Linked DNA regions of Mus musculus: all the other regions are linked to region 1. A link is a contact called in public Hi-C and HiChIP or PLAC-seq data. All regions are on one chromosome and are shown on one strand. The core of a region is the stretch at or near the end of the contact, and the rest is flanking DNA. Distances in the headings are between cores, read along the strand shown. Region 1 overlaps Mrc2 (mannose receptor, C type 2). Region 2 overlaps Tanc2 (tetratricopeptide repeat, ankyrin repeat and coiled-coil containing 2). Region 3 overlaps Tanc2 (tetratricopeptide repeat, ankyrin repeat and coiled-coil containing 2).

What was found. Hi-C and Micro-C count contacts between places; a contact is called where the count stands out from the background. HiChIP or PLAC-seq counts read pairs in DNA pulled down with a chosen protein or histone mark.
Region 2: an H3K27ac HiChIP or PLAC-seq map of the NIH/3T3 cell line shows a contact between it and region 1, with 7 times the contacts expected there. The contact joins two enhancer-like sites. A contact is called at or near these places in 1 of 484 Hi-C or Micro-C datasets (bone marrow-derived macrophages), 1 of 115 datasets of contacts at active chromatin or transcription factors (the NIH/3T3 cell line) and 1 of 9 other capture datasets (embryonic stem cells).
Region 3: a Hi-C map of bone marrow-derived macrophages shows a contact between it and region 1, with 14 read pairs. The contact joins two enhancer-like sites. A contact is called at or near these places in 1 of 15 datasets of contacts at CTCF or cohesin (embryonic stem cells), 1 of 484 Hi-C or Micro-C datasets (bone marrow-derived macrophages), 9 of 115 datasets of contacts at active chromatin or transcription factors (the NIH/3T3 cell line, bone marrow-derived macrophages, cardiomyocytes and 6 more) and 2 of 9 other capture datasets (liver and pancreatic islet).

Annotation. Positions count from the first base shown.
Region 1 is chr11:105,310,379-105,314,345 of GRCm38.p6, reverse strand. The region is part of intron 1 of Mrc2 (mannose receptor, C type 2); the gene reads right to left. Among named protein-coding and RNA genes, the nearest start is that of Mrc2, 20 kb to the right of the region's middle. Within about 2 kb of position 2,550, at least 119 of the 459 cell types and tissues checked have an H3K27ac peak or open chromatin away from gene starts, as enhancers often do. A contact at or near this core is called in the NIH/3T3 cell line and bone marrow-derived macrophages, where this site is marked.
Region 2 is chr11:105,825,752-105,829,470 of GRCm38.p6, reverse strand. The region is part of intron 8 of Tanc2 (tetratricopeptide repeat, ankyrin repeat and coiled-coil containing 2); the gene reads right to left. Among named protein-coding and RNA genes, the nearest start is that of Cyb561, 120 kb to the left of the region's middle. Within about 2 kb of position 2,325, at least 7 of the 459 cell types and tissues checked have an H3K27ac peak or open chromatin away from gene starts, as enhancers often do. A contact at or near this core is called in the NIH/3T3 cell line, where this site is marked.
Region 3 is chr11:105,910,121-105,913,773 of GRCm38.p6, reverse strand. Tanc2 (tetratricopeptide repeat, ankyrin repeat and coiled-coil containing 2) reads right to left here. Exons shown (of 26, transcript NM_181071.3): 20 at 3,448-3,571; 21 at 687-862; 22 at 285-417. Among named protein-coding and RNA genes, the nearest start is that of Cyb561, 33 kb to the left of the region's middle. Within about 2 kb of position 1,978, at least 12 of the 459 cell types and tissues checked have an H3K27ac peak or open chromatin away from gene starts, as enhancers often do. A contact at or near this core is called in bone marrow-derived macrophages, where this site is marked.

The DNA of each region.
Region 1 (3,967 bases), core at 1,301-3,800:
GTTGAGCCTGACTGCTTTATGCTCCTGTTTTTCTGGTAACTGCAGGGATCTATGGGACCAGAGCCCACTTCAGCACTTTCCTCCTCAGGATGCTGAGGCCCCACGATCCCTTTGCCTTTGCTAGGCCTGTTCCTTGGGTCTGCAGTGCCATGGCGATCCGTTTGGAGGAGGCTGGACCCTGCCTTGCATTCTCCTGACCACCCTTCTGGCTGCTCCCCCCATCTGCCAGCCCTCTCACCCCATGCTGATGACAACCCTGTCCTTTCCTAGGTACTGCAGGGGGATTAAATGTGGATGAGATGACAGGGCCTCTGCCCTTGAGCTGTTTACAGAGAAGCCGAAGAGATGAACATCCTGAAGCAATCCCTGCAAGAGTTACAAGCCACACATCAACACGTGCAAACCAGTCAGCCCAAATTCAGGCTGCATGGTTGGAAGGAAGGTGTTGGATGGAAAGAGGCTTTCCAGGTCACCAGAGTATAGCAGGAATCTCTCTGGTACTGCCAAAGCGGTGGTCCACCCTTTCCATGTCTCAGATGTCCGGGCTATCACCATGGAAACTTATTCCCATGCACAGACAGAGAGTGGGTTTTAAAGCAATGTGGCAAGGCGGGTTTTATTTCTCCACAGAAACCTCCTCGCTGCCCCTGAAGCTTACCAGACTCCTCCAGAGCAGACCGGGCCAGAGGTGGGAGCCCTTAGCTAACCGGCTGCTCTCTAGGACAAGCTGAAGACATTGCTGCTGAAGGAAGCGGTTGAGGAGCTAATTTGAGCCCGGTGCCTGACATGCAGCAGCAGACTCAGGAAATCGCTGTTGAACGAAAGGCATGTGCTACGAAATCCTGAAGGCTCGCTGGAGCAGAGGCGAGGACAGGAGGGTGTTCCAGGCTGGGGAACCGCAGGCCCAAAGGCCAGACACTGGAATCTGAAACTGGGGCCCCGGCCACCATCTGGCTTAGCTCTTGGAGAGCTGGTGACTCTAGGGGGTGGGGGGGGGGGGAGATCTGACCTAAAGATTGCAGTGTGGCCTTCAGTCCTTCAGCATCCCTCTTATTAGTCCCCTCCCCAGGTCACATAGAGGGAGAGGTGAGGCTGTCATTCCAGGGAGAGCCAGAGCCTGGCTCAGGGGCTGCCAGCCAAGAGAAGCAGCTGTTTTTAATTGGCCTTAAGGTCAAGCCTGGAAATGTCCTTGAGTCAGCAGAAGCTGCCAGCTCCACTTTGCTAAGGGGTCAGCCCTGGAGACCCAGCAGTTCACCCTACATTCCCTCTGCTAGACTGTGCCCATATAGTTGTAGACACAGGGACTCTGGGCAAGGGGGTGGAGCCATCCCTCCCCTCGAGACACACAGTCCTACCCCACTTCACCCTACCAAAAACCTGAGGTGGGTTTCCCTCTCTCCTCTCCTTCCTCCTGCTCAGCAGCTATCAGTTCCTGCCTGTCCAAACTGTGGGCCACCCATTGCTTCAAGTGCTTTTGCCTAACCCTTTGCCCGCAGCACAGGCTGCTCTGCCCTTTGCTGTGCAGTCGCCACGGGATGGATTCCTCTCTCCTTCTTTTCCAGACATGTCCTTCCTTCTGGTTTAACATGTGGGCTGACAAGTGTGTTATCCGATGCCTGACGGGAATGAGTGTAGGCGTGAGATTCTCGTCTCCCTGTTAAATGCAAGAGACCTTGCTGGAGACTGTGGGAAGCCTAGATCTGTGCGCTTTCCGGTGGATCTGAAGTCCTGGCCCAGGAAAAGGGTCTTGGTGGGGCTTGAACCCTGGGGTTTTCTGGGAACACAAACCTTCACCACCCTGGCTCTCTCCCTGGCTTGTTGGGACGACTGGATCTTAGCCAGGCGTCGTGGCAGATGTCTGCAGTCTCAGCACTCAGCAGGCTTGAGGCAAGATGACTGGTACTTAAGAGGCCAGCTGGGGCCACAGAGTAAGACCCTGTTCTAAAACATACACAAAGGCTGGATCAGTGGTTAAGAGCACTCATTGCTCTTCCATAGGATCAGAATTCACTTGCCAGTGACCATGTAAGGCAGCCTGTAACTCCAGAGCCACAGGATCTGATAGATACTCTCTTCTGATCTCCTAGGGTACCTGCATACACTCGCGGGCACACGTGTACACACACACACACACACACACACACACACACAATTTTATTAAAACAAACAAACAAACAAACACACAAACGAACACCTCTAAAAGGCAAACACAAACAAAACGGGGGGGAGGGGGGGAGGCTGGAGATCATTCGGCCCACCCTGATGGCTTTTGTCTTCTCATGACCAAGCATCACCAATGCCTTTTCAGCCTGTCCCTTCCCAGGCTTCATCTTCCATGACAAAGCCTAGAGCCACCTAGAGTCCACAAAAGCAGAGACTCTCTTTGCTACTCTCAGGATCAGCTCCTTCACTAAAGACCCAGACCCGCATCCCCGACCATCCCAGGAGCCTACCACACCCGCGAGGGCCTGGCTCAGGTCCCTGCCCGGGGCGCCCTGAGATCTGTGCCCAGCTCACCCGGCCCTCTCCCCAGAGGCCATCTGCGAGCCCCCAGCCAAAACAAACAGCCCATCAGCCACTTCCTTCCCGATGAGGGCACTTGCACAACCACGGATACTGTGACGATGACGGCAGGAAATGATTTTCTAGGCCAGCACAGTCCAACCCCACTGCCCCGGGCCAAAATTGGAATTCAGACCCGGACACGCGTGGGTGAAATACATCCACGCCAAAGCGCTGCCCTCGGCAACCTTGAGAGGATCTGCCCCCAACAACCGCCAGTACTCTATGAAGGCAGGTCTCCAAGGCTCCTGGGAGCCATCAGTGTGTGGGAGGGAACTATGAGCGTATTATTTCAGAGAATCACTTATTTCTGAGTCCCGGCCTCTATACCAGGTTAGACACCCACATAACTGCTGGGGATGAATGGCTGAGTGAACGTATTTGGAGACATCCACACACATTTCAGAAAAGCATCATTCCTTTAAATTTAATTTTGACTTCGGGGGTGGGGGGGGGCAGCAAGGACTGAAATACTAGAAATATCATTTTTGCTCTTACAGGGACGGTGTTTGGAGGCTCTCACTTGCCATACCGTGGTAAGCTTTCCTAAAATACAGACTCTAACAAAACTAGGCTGACTCAAAGCCCCGTAATAGTATCCCTTACTGAGGAGTGGAAAAATCATTGTAGAAACGTTGAAGCACAAGCATAGAGTCAGAAAATAAAATTAATATGAGACTTTTTTTAACGTAATAAAAACCAAGGCTTGTTCTATGAAAAAAAAATATTAGGAATGTGAGAAGCCTCCTCCTGCTTCCCATAACACCAACGGGAATAAAGTTCTCTTTTGGGCCAACCCGAGGGTTTCAGTGGCCATGGAATTCTAAATAAACATTTTAGGGGAGGGGGGGGGTTCTGGAGAGATGGCTCAGTGGTTAAGAGCAATTGCTGCCGGGACTGGTGATACAGGCCTTTAATCCTAGCACTTAGGAGTTTGAACCCAGCCTGGTCTACAAAACAAGTTCTAGGACAGCCAGGGCTACACAGAGAAACCCTGTCTCAAAAGACCAAAAAACAAGTCCTACTTTTTTGCAGAGGGCTTGGGTTCTGTTCCTAGCACCTATGTCAGGTGACTCACAAGCCCCTGTAACTCTCACTCTTGTGGCCTCTGTGGGTACTCACATAAACATGAACATACAAGCACACAGGCACACACCCCACACACACTCACACCAATAGCATTTTTTTTAAAAGAGAAATTTAGATACACATACTGAGTCCAAAGAAATATCTAATTATACTGAAACATAATGACGTGTTACTGAGAGATTAAGGTTTGAGATATTATTAACATTCCATTCAATTTCTGGGTTAAGAGTATCTCAAGTATTACCACTTGAACGCGACGGCAGAATTTCACAGCTGCCTGCACAGACCTCCATTGGCTGTTTGGCCCATGAGGGCT
Region 2 (3,719 bases), core at 1,076-3,575, 520 kb before region 1:
GTCACTTGTATCAGTGGCTAACAACTCAGAGGGGATCTTGGGTACTTCAGTACCTTTTCTAGAGGACAGGAGTGGGAAGCCAAGAGGGGAAGGAGCTTGGTAGGAAGAGGGAGAGAGAAAGAGTGAACTGGCTATGTCAGAATTCCAGAGAGGAAGGAGAAAATACAAAGATCAAAACCTAGTTGGCATGACCCATTGATACATGCCTTAGGGAAGTAAAAAGGAAGTGAGGTCAACTCTTGCTCAGGCCTGCTTCAGGGTGAGCTCTTCTGATCAGAAGGGAAATCGTGAACTTTTCTTGAAAAACAAATTCTTATAATATTTTTATAGCTGTGTCTCTCTCTTTAGGACTAGAGACTTAAGTCCACATAACTGGTTTTAAAATTTGAATAAAAATCCAATTCTGACTGCTAGGTCCAGGCCTTTTCTATGATACTGCATCTTCTGTACAGGATGTGAGCACTGCAGGGGATGAACTAGGTTTATCATTGTTTGCTTCCTAGCTTGTCTCTGTCCTTGCCTTTAAGAATTATGTTTGGGGGCTGTGGAGATGGCTCTATTGGGAAAGTGTGTGCTGTCCAGGCACGGACCAGCGTTCAGACCCTCAGTGCTCACGAGAGGGCCTGGTGTGGCTACGCTGCCTGTGGGAGGAAGAACACAAGTCTGGCCAGAGACTGCATTTCCAGTGAGAATAGTTACTGAGAGGCTAAACTCCTTTTTAAACTGAATTATCTCTTTGGGTCTAAGATTACTCTAGATTTTGTTTCAAAGGAGGCTTTCCTGAATTTGATTAAAGCTAATTTATAATATGGAATATGGAGTAAGCAGTGATTCAACGTATTTCCATTTTAGAGAATAATTCTATTAAGATAGCTTCTGGCACTGGGCAGATGGCACATCCATGTAATCTCAGAATTTGGGAGGCAGAGGCAGGAGGATCAGTTCATGTTTGAGGTCAGCCTAGGCTACAGAGAGTTCTAGGTCAGCACTGGATACAGAGCCAAACAAAGACAAGGCCTCTCGTGGACACAATGTTGCATGGCACCTTATCCTACTGAGAAGGCTTTGACATTTTAAAAAGTTATTTTAAACTTTTTCTAAAAATGTAATCTATTCACAAAAGTCTCAAGAGAAGAACACAGACAAAATTAGAGCAGTGCCATATGGTAAAACAACTGCAGGCACCAAGAAGAGCCAAGAAACAGTTTCTGTATCTCAGTACCTAGGACTTTTGTCAGACTGACGTTAAAAGAAAGCCTTATTTTTAATGTACCCAATCATAAATTTAGGATAGGACTGTGGGGGCAGGGAAATAATATTCTCTGTCAGATCATTCGTAAATGACTGTTTATTTTGGATATCAGCTAGTTTCAAAGAGCTTTCCCATGGTAGAAACCACCAAAATATTCCATTGAGAAGTTACTACTGCAACTTCTCCTGAAGGAGAAGGTGACTTAGTCCTATTCAGTGGCAGTGTATGGGTACCAGGCAGCGCTCCCAGGGAAGTAAGAAGACCACCACACCCACCCTTTTAAAAATATTCTAGTAAACTATACTAACCATAATTTGCGTGGAAATGCTCATAGAAAGACAGGGTAAGAATGATGTGGATACATGAGAAGACACATGAAAAAAATCAAGAAGCACTTATTATTTTTTCCAACTCTTTGTATATCTGAAAAAATTTTAAACAAAATAATATACAGAGAAAACATTCTAACACAGGATTCAAGTAAGATGAGTTTTGGAAAGAAACTTTTTCAAGAGATATGAGAACCACTCTCTTGAGCTTGTGGGAAAGCTCAGTGGATAAGGTACTTGCCACCAAGGCTGGTCAGAATTCAATACCCAGGACCCTCCTGGCAGAAGTAGAAAACTGACTCCCACAAGTTGTGCTGACATTTATAGGCACGTGCTAGGGTACATGCACAAACCTATATGCACACACAGACATACAGAAAACCAATCAATAAATATAACCTTCCTGCATACCACTTCAGACTCATTCAGTGTGTGCATCTTTTCAATGTAAATTATGCTTGTGGTAACACATGAACTATTTCTAGGGTTATTCTCTTATAAGCTCATCACTAGTTACAATTATATATTTAGGTTATAGAAAAAAAATCTCGTTTTTTTAAAGGCAAGGATAAACCTTAAAAAAAAAACCCAAAAAACAAAGGAAAATCAAATAAGCCCAAGATTTATTAAAGTTAACAAACCTGCTCATTCAAATGTAAATAGAAACAGCTAAAGGGGAGAGGAGGCAGAATGGAAAGTTGGGACATGAATGCTCTAAATGGTTTTTGACTGAAGCATACTTATTCATGGAAAATACCATGAGTCAGTTGAAACAAAGTCACTTATGGCCTGGCAGAAGAAAGGATGTACATCATGTAGACAGGGTCTGGTACAAATAAAATGACAACTGGGCTAGCTTGTATCCTTCCAGAAGGAACACAAAATCTAGCTTGGAAGTACCTCTGTTCCTCAGAGTAAAAGATAATTTCTGGTTCATCCTTAGAATTCTTTCTATGCATATAATTCTTTACACAAAGCAAGAGAGAAAACATCTATGTTTCAAACAAAACTTGAAAATATTACTAACGCACACATACCCAGAAGGCTTATTTGCTTAGACAGAGTCTTTCTAGATAGTTCAGGCATGACATGGATCTTGCAATCCTCCTTCACCAGCCTCCCAAGGACAGGAATTGTGGGGCTGAGTATGCCAACATGCAGTTTAGTTATTTTTCTTGAAAAAACAGTTCTTAAAACTTTATTATATGATGATGATGATGATGAGTGTGTGTGCACGCACATGCGCCCACAGACTCGTGTGCAGCATATGCTTGTGGGTGTGTATATTCAATGGCACACGGGTTCTGGTTTATTTATTCTTAAGAAATATTTAGGGCTTGGGGAGAGATGGCTCAGCAGGTAATGACAGTTGTCACCAAATCTGGTGATTTGAATTTGATCTCTAGGACCATTGTGGTGGAAGGAAATGACTCCAGCAGGTTTCCTCTGACTTTTGTGCACACACACACATATGCATACACATACAGTACATGAAAGAAAGCTTTAAAAAAAAAGAAGAGTGAAGTATTTAATCAAGGCAGGGGATCACTGGTCTACTGAGTTTCCACATGGGCTGATTAACTGACAAGAGTCAAGCCTGCTTATTCTGGGTCCTCAGCAAAAGAATAATGGACAGGAAATAAGTCTTTGAATATGTGAAACAATTTGAATGAGGTCCTATAAAAATAGTGTAAAGACAATGTTCTGAAAAATGTTTATACTAGACAAATTCTGTTAAAAAAAATAGAAGCAGAAACAGCTTTTGGACAAACAGGAAAACCTAGGAGACTGGGTAAAATGGTAGACTCAGGCCCGAGGTGCCTCAGTTTGGATCTGTCTCTGTTACTTGCTATCTGTGGCCTAGTTACTTATGTTAGCAATTTGTCAGCTTCTCATCTTCATGTAAGGTAAACTGTACCACTGTGAAGAGTAAGTGTAGTTGTTTAGGACTTGCCTAACTGCAATCACTTCCCATATCATGAGCTAAAACAGATATTTAGTGAATCCACTTAATCATCTGTCTCCCACAGACATTTCATCAAAAAAACCCAAAAAGGATACTGAGAACATACTGGCTCTTTTCAGGCCGCCTTCTCTTTGAGGTTTCTGTCCTATCTCTCTTCTTTCTTTGACTACCC
Region 3 (3,653 bases), core at 729-3,228, 600 kb before region 1:
AGGGTGGGGCCAGTGCACAGGCAGCGCGAAGATGTGCATAAGCTCAGCGCAGCCTCCTGGCTCAAGCTACAAAGGGCAGGGCAGAGAGTCATGTGACTCTGGATACAGGGTTTCATGACTATGGCTCAGATGTACTCTCTCTGGGCCAGTAGCCTTTTGTTCACTTGGGCAGTAATTGGACCAGGGCAGAGGGAGAACTAGATACATTCACTCCAAAAAACCCAGGAAAGCCAGACCACTGGCCCCTGGGCACAGATGGTCAATATCATCTCTCTTTCTCTTACCTATTTTGGCTCCTTTTTTCAGTAGAGTTACTACAACAGACGTGTTCCGGCAACCCACTGCCCTATCCAAAGGACGCATTCCACTGTAGTCAACATGCTCAATCATGGCCCCATGATCTACCAGGAACTGGACCTAGGAAAGGAACAAGCAGAACACTTAACAGGTACAATGGATACAGCTTGCCCCTTTCAAACTGCTTGTCTGAACCAGTATCTCTCTCTCTCTCTGATTTCAAGTCACAGTGATATTCTTGCTTTTGAATAATGTTTTGTATATTCTCGTCCTCTGAAGAGTCTAAGTTAGAACTATCAAAACAGTATTTCGCATTTGATCCTAGATAGCATTCTTGGTGGATAGCACCCCTATCCTTTCTCTCCTGAGGCCTGTTTAAAGGTACTTACCACCTCAGCATCACCGTAGAAAGCTGCTAGGTCCAGTGGGGTACGGCCATTCTTGTCTGCATGGTCTGTAGCAGCCCCGTTATCCACCAGAGAGCGTACTACTGAGAGATGGCCCTTCAGACAAGCCCAGCTAAGGGCTGTTAGTCCTTCTTTGTCCATCAGGGCAATGGAGGCACCTGAAAAAAAGAGTGAGAGTTCTGTTTTAACAGGACTGAGGACACTAAAGTTTGTAGCCGAAAGGAATGCTGATATTTAAGGTATACATACTATTGAAGAATAGCTTTTACTTCTAGATTTTTTTTTTTTTTTCATTTTAAGATTGGCTCTGGCTGGCCATGGTGACATATATCAGTAATCCCGAAAATAGGCAGGAGTAAGCAGGAGTTTGAGGGTAGCTTGGGCTACACAGTGAGTTCAAGGCCTGTCTGAGTCACATCTCCATCTGTTGAATGCTGTGGTTATAAGTGTGTGCCAGTTCAGTTTTTGTGGTACTGGGACTGAACTTGGAGCCTTTTGAATTTTGACTCAATTTTTTTGAATCAATTTGCTATGCTAGGCAAGCACTCAGCCAGCTAAACTGTACTACCAGCCTCTAAATTATAGATTACTTAAAAAAAAATAAAATTGCTTGAGAGTTCCTATTCTACAATATTCTACAAATAATGTAAACTTACTTAGTGAAAACTCACTTAAGTGAAAAACAAAACAAAACTAAGAAAACCTAAATAGAAAATACAAAAGGTTCAAAGACCATGGGTAAGGAAGAACAAACCTCTGTCATCTATGCCTAATGAATGTCTGCTGTCATGCAGCAAACACAGTAGTCATCTAAGGTCATCAGTGCTGAAGAGGCCCTGCCTCTTCTATTGGACACAGTTTGTGGCTTTGTGCCACGTCTTAAGAACCTAGGTCTGTTCCCTATGAAGTCAGACTTGTTTGGCAACTTGTACCATGGAAGCAAGAGCTACACTGTACCCTGCAAGCACAATTTTTGATTCTAGCCACCTTTGAGTCTCAGGTTGTGGAAACAAATCTTTCTTGAAAAGATAGAGCTAAAGACACAGCAAGTCTCTTAAGAGAAGCCAGTCTTCCTATTCAACTTTGGCTGTTCAGGTCTGGGCACAGTTCTTCAGAAGGCTGGATCCCTTAAAGGAAAGTGCATCTGTGTATAGATAATTATATATATTTAAGGTTGGTTTATTAACAGCGAAGGCTAACTGGAATGATGTCATAGTTTCAATCGCCTTTCTACCTACTTCTTGATCCAAATCCAAGACTCCACTAGGTGGTGCTGCAGTGCTACTAGTGACGAGCCTTTTCTCTATGGCAGTCTATGATGCCACTATTGCATAGGTGGCTGAGCTTAGGGCAATCAGCAAGAGGCTGAAATAATTTACCATGTGCACCTGTAGAGAAAATGCAGTTTCCCACTTACCAAGGGTGTGAGTATGTTGGAAAGCACCACAGGGAATTTATTATGATAGCTTAATAGCAATATCCTAATTCTCTAAAGAGGGTCTCATTGCTAGCAAGTGTCTTAACTTCCCTTTACCTCCTTTGGGTTAGAGAAAAAACATGTTAGCTGTGCAGGCTGACAAACTGATATGCAGCTTTACTTGGTATGTTGGTGCACACCTTTGATCCCAACACTTAGGAGGCAGAGGCAGGTGGATCTGTGTGAGTTTGCAGCCAGCCTGGTCTATAGAGAGAGTTCCAGGCCAGCCTACATAGTAAGACACCATACCACCCCCAACCCTACTCCCACCCCCATCAACAGTAGCAGCAGCAACAGCAAATCAGCCTCTAAAATAGATGGATATTTACTGGGTATACATCAAAAAAACATTGAAGTCTGGACTTGAAATAAAGAGTTCAGAATGTATTGATTTCATAATAATCCCTCAGGCTATAAAGAAAAAGAGAGTGTCAGAGTTAGAACTCCCCAGTGTGTAAGTGGGCAGGCTGGGGTGGTAAGGTATACATGTAAACTTTGCTCTCTAGAAGCTAAGATAGAAGGGTCACCTCAAGTTTGAGGTCAGCCTGGTCTACATAGTGATAAAACATATGCCCATTCAAATGTACATATAACACACACACATGCATCACACACACACACACACACACACACACACACAGAGCATGCAAGAGAACACCAGGTATACTTAGGTGATTGAGGCAAGAAACAAATGTGAGTTCAAGGCCAGCCTGGAGTTTTAGTTTAAAAAACTGGAGGAGAGGGGCTGGAGAGACCACTCAGCGGTCAAGAGCATTGACTGCTCTTCCAGAGGTCCTGAGTTCAATTCCCAGCACCCACATGGTGACTCACAACCATCTGTAATGGAATCTGGTGTCCTCTTTTGGTGTGTCTGATGACGACAGTGTACTCATAAATAAAATAAATAAATCTTAAAGAAAAAAACTGGAGGAGAAAAATAAAAAAGAGAGCAGGAGCATCTGGTTTTGCGTTTTCTTTTTTTTTCTTTTTATAAAAAAGATTTATTGTATGTGAGTACATTGTCGCTGTCTCCAGACACACCAGAAAAGGGCATCGGATCCCATCACAGATGGTTGTGAGCCACCATGTGTTTGCTGGGATTTGAACTCAGGACCTCTGGAAGAGTAGTCAGTACTCTTAACCTCTGAGCCATCTCTCCAGCCCAGCTTTGCATTTTCTAGTTAACCCAATTAGTACTATCATTCTTAACGAGCCTGGAGTTAAGTGGATTCTTACAGGCTCTGTTCACCGTCTTTCAGGGCTTACCTTGTGCTAGTAGGAAGTCCACGGTTCCTAGATGGCCTTCAGAAGCAGCCATCATCAGGGGAGTACGACCCTGCTTGTCTGCCATGTTGACATCAGCTCCATGGGTCAGTAAAAGATCAACAATCTGCGAGTGCAGGCAAACAGAGGCTGGTTATTGTAAGGAGAGCTGCTGAGATGACACATGTATGCACTCTCCTACAGCGTGA